Linked DNA regions of Drosophila melanogaster: region 2 is linked to region 1. The links are chromatin contacts, called in public Hi-C maps. All regions are on one chromosome and are shown on one strand. The core of a region is the stretch at or near the end of the contact, and the rest is flanking DNA. Distances in the headings are between cores, read along the strand shown.

What was found. A called contact is a pair of places that touch in the nucleus more often than the background predicts.
Region 2: a contact with region 1 is called in a Hi-C map of the Kc167 cell line, with 1.8 times the contacts expected there. The contact joins the enhancer-like site here to the promoter of CG31296 in region 1. A contact is called at or near these places in 14 of 107 Hi-C or Micro-C datasets (the Clone 8 cell line, the Kc167 cell line, the ML-DmBG3-c2 cell line and 6 more) and 2 of 6 datasets of contacts at active chromatin or transcription factors (the Kc167 cell line and the S2 cell line).

Annotation. Positions count from the first base shown.
Region 1 is chr3R:15,529,562-15,533,090 of dm6, reverse strand. CG31296 reads left to right here and starts at 1,618. Exons shown (of 3, transcript NM_001275679.1): 1 at 1,618-1,743; 2 at 1,799-2,199; 3 at 2,259-3,019. The coding sequence starts at 1,618. The coding sequence ends at 2,574. It overlaps AOX1 (Aldehyde oxidase 1), which reads left to right. Exons shown (of 6, transcript NM_142218.2): 5 at 1-523; 6 at 584-954. The coding sequence ends at 765.
Region 2 is chr3R:15,587,327-15,590,855 of dm6, reverse strand. No RefSeq gene overlaps it. Among named protein-coding and RNA genes, the nearest start is that of AOX4, 36 kb to the right of the region's middle. Within about 2 kb of position 1,720, at least 17 of the 39 cell types and tissues checked have an H3K27ac peak or open chromatin away from gene starts, as enhancers often do. A contact at or near this core is called in cellular blastoderm embryo, embryo, larval brain and 2 more, where this site is marked.

The DNA.
Region 1 (3,529 bases), core at 369-2,868:
TCCATGGTCACTGGAGGGGCTGTGGGCAGTGAAACCCTCTGCTTTGCAGTCCGCAAGGCGTGCGAGACTCTAAATGAACGATTGAAGCCCGTGCGCGAGGAGGTGAAGCCCGAGAATTGGCAGGACCTCATCCAGGAGGCCTACAACCGCAAGATCAATCTGATCGCCAGCGATCAGTGCAAGCAGGGCGACATGGATCCGTACTCCGTATGCGGTCTCTGCCTCACCGAGGTGGAGTTGGATGTCCTCACCGGTAACTACATTGTGGGCCGAGTGGACATCCTGGAGGACACTGGTGAGAGTCTGAATCCCAATGTGGATATTGGCCAGATCGAGGGTGCATTCATGATGGGCTTGGGCTACTGGACCAGCGAGCAAGTGATTGCGGATCCGAAGACGGGCGAGTGTCTCACGAATCGTACCTGGACGTATAAGCCACCAGGAGCTAAGGACATACCCACTGATCTGCGCATCGAGCTGCTCCCCAAGAGTCCCAACAAGGCGGGCTTCATGAGATCCAAGGGTGAGTATCTATCTACAGCATGGTTGTGAATCCAGCTAACTGGGACTTCTTTATCCTTAGCCACCGGAGAGCCAGCCATCTGTTTGTCCATCGCAGTCGCCTTTGCCCTGCAGCAGGCCCTGCAATCAGCTCGCGATGACGCCGGCGTGCCCAAGTCTTGGGTGACCCTCACCGCCCCGATGACCCCCGAGCACCTGGTCCTCCACTCGGGCACCGAGCCCAGCCAGTTCAAGCTGAACTAGGTGGAGAAGAAGAATGTGGACTCGTATCCCTGACCGTGGGACATGGCACGTGGCCACGATGGGAACGCTCCGATAAGCACGCCAAGATAACCTGCACTTACACCCCCACTTAACCTGGCGGATCCGCCGACTCTAGACTAGCCGACATTGTGTTGTCTGCACAATAAATTAAAAACTTATCCAACGCTTAATCCAAATGACATTCATTGCCAGCCAGCCGTCGGCCTGGGTCAACAGAAGCCCCTGTCCAGAGCTCCAGGCATTCGGAATTTACATTTTCCGGGCTCTTGCTTAATGCTTAACACCTCAACACGCGGACACACCCCGCCAAGAGGTCTTCATTAATTTTAACATAAATTGTTGTATAGAAATTTTATGCCACACGAAGCGTTAAGTGTGATCTGGCCAAAAGGTCGAGGGCGGGGTGGACGCGGAAAAGGAAGGCGGGGGCAGCAGTTGCCTTGCGGTCGTGGCAGAAGGACCTAATGGATTTTTCAAATATCGCCAACTGCTGTGCCCTTAATGAGCACATCCCTGACGACATTGTTCAATTGACACACTTATAATGAATGTGGCAGCTTTAATTGGGGGAGTTTAAGATCCCTGTGGTTTCGGGATATAGCATACCAGTTATAATTAATAATATCAAACGAGGTATGGTTGCTACAGTTAAACCAGGTAGCGCTATACATATAAGCTCTCTCACTTCCCAAGAAATCATATGTTTATAAACATTAGCCGCAGCTTTTTATGTTCCTAGAAGAAACTGTTATTACAGTTAAATATACATACTTTGTCTAGGCAATAAATAGGCGAATTTCCCCTAGCAAAACCTCCAGACTTCACTAGAAAATGGAACTAAGTGGGTTCATATTCGTAGCACTGCTCAATTTCATTCCCTTTGGATGCAGCAAGTTGGTTGATTTTTGCCAGCTGCCTTACTGCGGTACAAATAACCTAGCCTGTAATAACCCATCGGTGAGTGGAGTACAATCTGAAGAAACTACATCCGTGAAATTGTGTATTTGCTCAGAAATTCAGCGTCATGTGTCCACCGAATGCCAGAACTCTTTCCATGTCGACCTACAGGAATTTATTACTAATTGCCTTCAATGAGTTTCGCAATTATACGGCGAGCGGGAAGCAAAAGTATCTCAAGGCAGCGGCGGCACGAATGTCCCGATTGAGTTACTCAATGGAACTGGAGGACTTAGCCCGACTGGCGGTCATCACGTGCTCCACGCACAAGTTTTGCCTGAACTCACAGGAGTTCTATTACGTGGGTACCAATATAGGTTCCACCCACTATTTGGGTAACTTGAACGACTACGAGGACCTAGAACTCATGTTGCGGATAATACAGCATTGGACCAGATATGCGGATTATGTCAACATTAAAATGGGTGTCTATATGCCGACAACTTTGGGGAAAAGGTGAGATATATATTAATAAGCCAATTAATAGTTCAAACAGCTAATCATTGCATCTTCAGTGGAATAGCAAAAGCCCTACTACTGATGGCAGATCGGAACACCCATGTGGGCTGTTCGGCTATGAGATTCACCGTGCACTCCGTCCACAACTTCGTCTTCTTGTGCGCCTTCAGCACCGATCTCTTCGTGGAGCGACCCATCTACCGGATGTCTATGAGACCAGGAGCTGCTTGCAAGCGCTTGGATCCCACATACTCAGCACTTTGTGCTGTTGGTGAAAACTACGAAAACAATAAGCCAATGCTAAATGCAAGGGTATTCCAGTTACCCCTCGATTTATCCATCGGTCGACAAGCTTATGTGCCAGCCATATAGACCAAGCTTTAAGTAAACTTTTAAATTCGCGCAGCAGAAATTAGTTTTTGTTTCTCGAGTTTTTTTTGAGTGCCGATGGCCAGACATAAGTACACGCCCCTGGATACCCAAACAAAATCAGCGCACAAAAACAAATAGTTAACACCCAGACGTGGTCATAAAAGAGGAGGAGCAACAGCAGCATCAGCATCAGCAGGAGCAGACATTTCAAAGCAGCCTCGATAATCACAGGACACATTTGCATATAAACACGCTTCCGGGCTGATGTCCTTCGCATGCAAATGAAAACATTAGCGAGGCACACGCGCATCCGCATCAGCGTCCGCATCTGTGAGATGCAGATACAAGGCCAGGGACAGATACAGATACAAATGACATTCGTCGCTGTCGCTGTCGCCTCTTCCCTGCTTAAATATATATTTCAATTAAAATTTTACACACGAATAAATGCAAAGCCACGCCCAGCACATTAGATCTCCCCGCTCGCTCCATCCGACGAATCCCAGTCGCAATCCAGTTCTCACTCCTCCAGCCATGGCGAATGCGGACGCTCCGCTGGCAGTGTTCAACTTGTGTCGCTTGTTTATGAGCGTCTGAAGGCCACGAGTGCAGCCAGCAGACACGGACATGGCCATAAAACGGTCCCGGTTTATCCGGAGGGTGTACGAGGTTCAGATACGTTGTGGATGCGGATGCGGATGGGGCACAGGGATCAGCGCATTCGGGAAGGCAGCCAATGGAGCATGCTGCTGGATGTCCACGGAATTATTCAAAAGTTTTACGGAGGAGACAGGACAGCGGATACCATACAACGATGAGTTTGGCATTGTGACAAGACGAACTGAGTGTCCCAAAAGGGCCAATCATGGATGCGCAGGGATGGGCATTAAGTTCTTTTGAATGGCACGTTAGAAAATTAGTAGCGAGGATGGGAGTTTGATATGATATTTCGATT
Region 2 (3,529 bases), core at 471-2,970, 58 kb before region 1:
GCCATGGCATTTGAGTGGCTTTCGAGCAGCAAGCCAAGTCAGTGAAAATTGCATAAATGCATGGCACTTTTCCACGATTGCATTGGCAACTCTGTTAACCCTGCCACACGCAATCACCGCAGCATCCCCCAGCTGCCCCATCCCCTGCAGTTGGTTGGTTGTCTGCTTTCAATATTCAAAACAGTTGGTCCCATATGCAAATGTTTGGCAAATGCCAAACTTCGGTGGAAGGAGCTATGGCCCCAAAAACGAAGAGAGGTGCACTAAAAGAAATTGGAGAGCCATGCCAACAATATGTGGATGTATGTAAATATAGAATAATTAACAGTGGAGCCCCTCATTCGATAGAGTAGCACATAATCGTTGAGGATACCACTTTAAGATGATAGTTCAAACAGATTTATAGCCTAAAAACTTATATTTTTAAAAAATTTCGCTTACAAATATTTCCATAAATAATGTTTAGTTTATTATTTAATTTGATCAGATCACATTTTGAGTGTATTGCGAGCTGCGGAGGAAGCTGGGAAAAATCAACGGCTGCCGGGCAGGATAAGCAATGTCCTGGCCAGCAGGATCCTGCCGGGGACACCCTGAAAACAAATGCACACAAATGACCCATGTGCCAAAACCCGAACTTGTCCACTGCCCTTGGGGCTGGAAATTGATGGTAATGACTGGGTGGTGGGTCGGTGGTCCATGGGCTCCGAGGCTCCCTGTTCGACGGGCAATCAGACAACAATTGTTAATAATAAATGCATAATTTGCAATTGAATTTGGAATGTTTTTGTTTCGCATTTCGATGCAAGAGAATTGATTAACGACTCGATTGAGATATATGAGTGAGTGTATTGGAATGGGAATGATTCTATTAATATGGCGGGTGCTTAACAAATAACTGCGGAATTACTTTAAACATTATTGTACTGAATTAAATTATAATCCATCGCTTGCATGCGTAAAATTCCTGATTCTTTATATTCTTATCTGCTCCACCTTATTTGCATGTCCTTTATTGAGTCCTTTGTGGCTCTTGATTAAGACCTCCCTCGAAGAACCCTTCACCTGCTCCTGCCAGATGGCTTTCCCTAAAATACCTTCACCTACTATCGCCACTAACAAAGGAATGAATGACTAAAAATTAAATTCGATTTAGCCAAGCGTAAAGTTATCATAAATGCGGCTGTAGCATACCAAATATACAGCGCTCTTGGCCAACATTATTTTTATTGTTTTCGATTAAAAAGTCATAAAAATTAGTGGCACCAGGAAACATATGTAAAACGGACAATTTACTTAATTAGATGGCAACCTTCGCTGATCAGAGTTGAAAAATGAGAGGCGTTTTCTGGTGCGCTACTTCTTCAGGGCAGCTGCTCCGGTGCAGATCGGGTTCTACCCAAAATTAGGAGCCACCGAAAAAAGTGAAGGTAGTCCACCGACCGATGGCCCACCTGCCGGAACTTTAAACCCAAAAAAAGACAGGGACTCCGAAGAAAGAATGAAAACACGATCGTCACAGGGGGAAACCAAAGCAGCCAGCAAAACTGTACCGACCACGCCCACAACGGCCTGCAATTACTGCGTTAGTGTTGCTCATTAAAGTTGATGTCTTAATTCGGCGAGTTTTACATGCAGCAGCCAGGACACACGAACACGGCACCCCGGGAACCGAACCACAGGCACCCTGTAATTAGGCGCCGCGCCAACAACCAACAGCCACCATATAAGAACGAACCCATTCCCCCACCATACCATACCGTACCATTCCACTCCAGCCCAGGCCAGCCCATAACCAGTCCCAAATCCAAACGCAACGAAACCGAAAACAAAACGAAATGAAACGAAATTGTTAACAAATGAATTTTACCACGAAATTGGCCCAGGGCCACTGATGTTCATGCGGATGAGCGAGGACCAGTTAACTGCAAAAGACAAATAACAAGGTAGACCGCGAAGAGATCTACAATATATGGAATTCGGATGCTCTATTAAAGTGAAAAATATTACGAAATATTTGGAGGATCAAATAAGTGACCTTTATGTTCATTTATGATTTCCTATCGTAACGAATTTAAAAATGCAATGAATATTGTATATTCTTAAAATATTATATTTCGGAATGGTAATATTTCAGTTAATCTATTTATACTTTTAGATTAGCAATTATCTTGTAAGACTTCTATTTTTGGATATGGCTCATTTCCTTTTCGCTATACCCCTTGTAAGAGCATTTCGTATGGAAAGTCTTGCATTGCCTTTTGATTACGCGGTTGGCAATTAGGCAGCGTCTGGCGAGGATCCCTGTGCCCCGAAATGCTCGTTTTGTGGGGCGTTTGTCTTATGATGAAGTTGTCAGTGGCTTGGGCTACCGTTTCATGTGTGGAACTGGTCCTCTGTTGATTTAGCCATAATCATTCTTGTTGCCGCTCGCGGCCGCAAGACGTCAATTGCAGAATTGCGGTGGAATTGCGAATAATTTGGTTTTATGGTGCGACTTGAATGGCCAATCGATTTGGGCCCAAAGGGTTCAAGGCGTCAGCTGGATTTGGTAAGAAATTGAATGGCTTAATCGGAAGGCAGCAGCGCAAGCTTACAGATTGTAAAGCGATTGAGCTTGAACATCACGAGAGAACTTGTATTTCATTTCGTCCTGGCTGATTTTCCTTTGTCAGCCACAATGCAAAATGTGCCACCGCATCTGCCGAGGGCAGGACCTCACATCCTGCCAGCGATTCGCCATGGACAGGGAGCTGGCTTTGTCCTGGCCAGGTAGCCATGTCTTCCGTTCGCCTTGGGTCCTTTTATTACAACATTTTTATCAATGGCCTGGTCACAGCCCCGACAAAAGGATGCTGGCCAAGCTTTAGTTCCGCTGCTTTGATTTCTCCGCAATCGAACAACTTAATCTCAGCCCATGTGCTCTACGGTTCTCCGGACATGAAGGCAAATCCGTGTGTGTCCCGGCAGCTGTGCTGTTTGTTTTCATGGTTCTTAGGACTCCCCCAGGACACGCTACTAATCACAAGTCGTTGCCTGTTGTCACTTCGTAATGAGAGAGTGCAACACTATACCCAAAAAATCAAGCAACCACTGAGGAAATCAAATGCATAACAAATGCTGGATATTTCTTAGATGTTTTTTTATACAATTCACTTGTGAAGTGAGATTAAACGATGCGGCGTTCATTTTATAAATTTTCAACCTGATTTCTCTGAGTGTAAGCGCGTAAAATCTCATGCCTTTCCGACGCAGGCTCCAGTTGCACATGTGTTCGTGTGTTCCTTTCGCGTGGCGTCATCAAGTGTGTTTATGTCTGTGTGCGTCGCGCCTGTTGCCTGCCACTTGATTTCCCAGGCCATCTAATTTTATGCCCTTGCAGTGTCAACTGGCGGATGCGTGGCAACAGTTTCGACGCGTTGCAAGGTCGTTCTATGCAGCGAAATTGGATGCGGCCGAAAGTCTCGTGTTTATATTTAAATGTGTCAGCGGACCCAAGGCAATTGGATAGGATACATCCCGTCGCTGT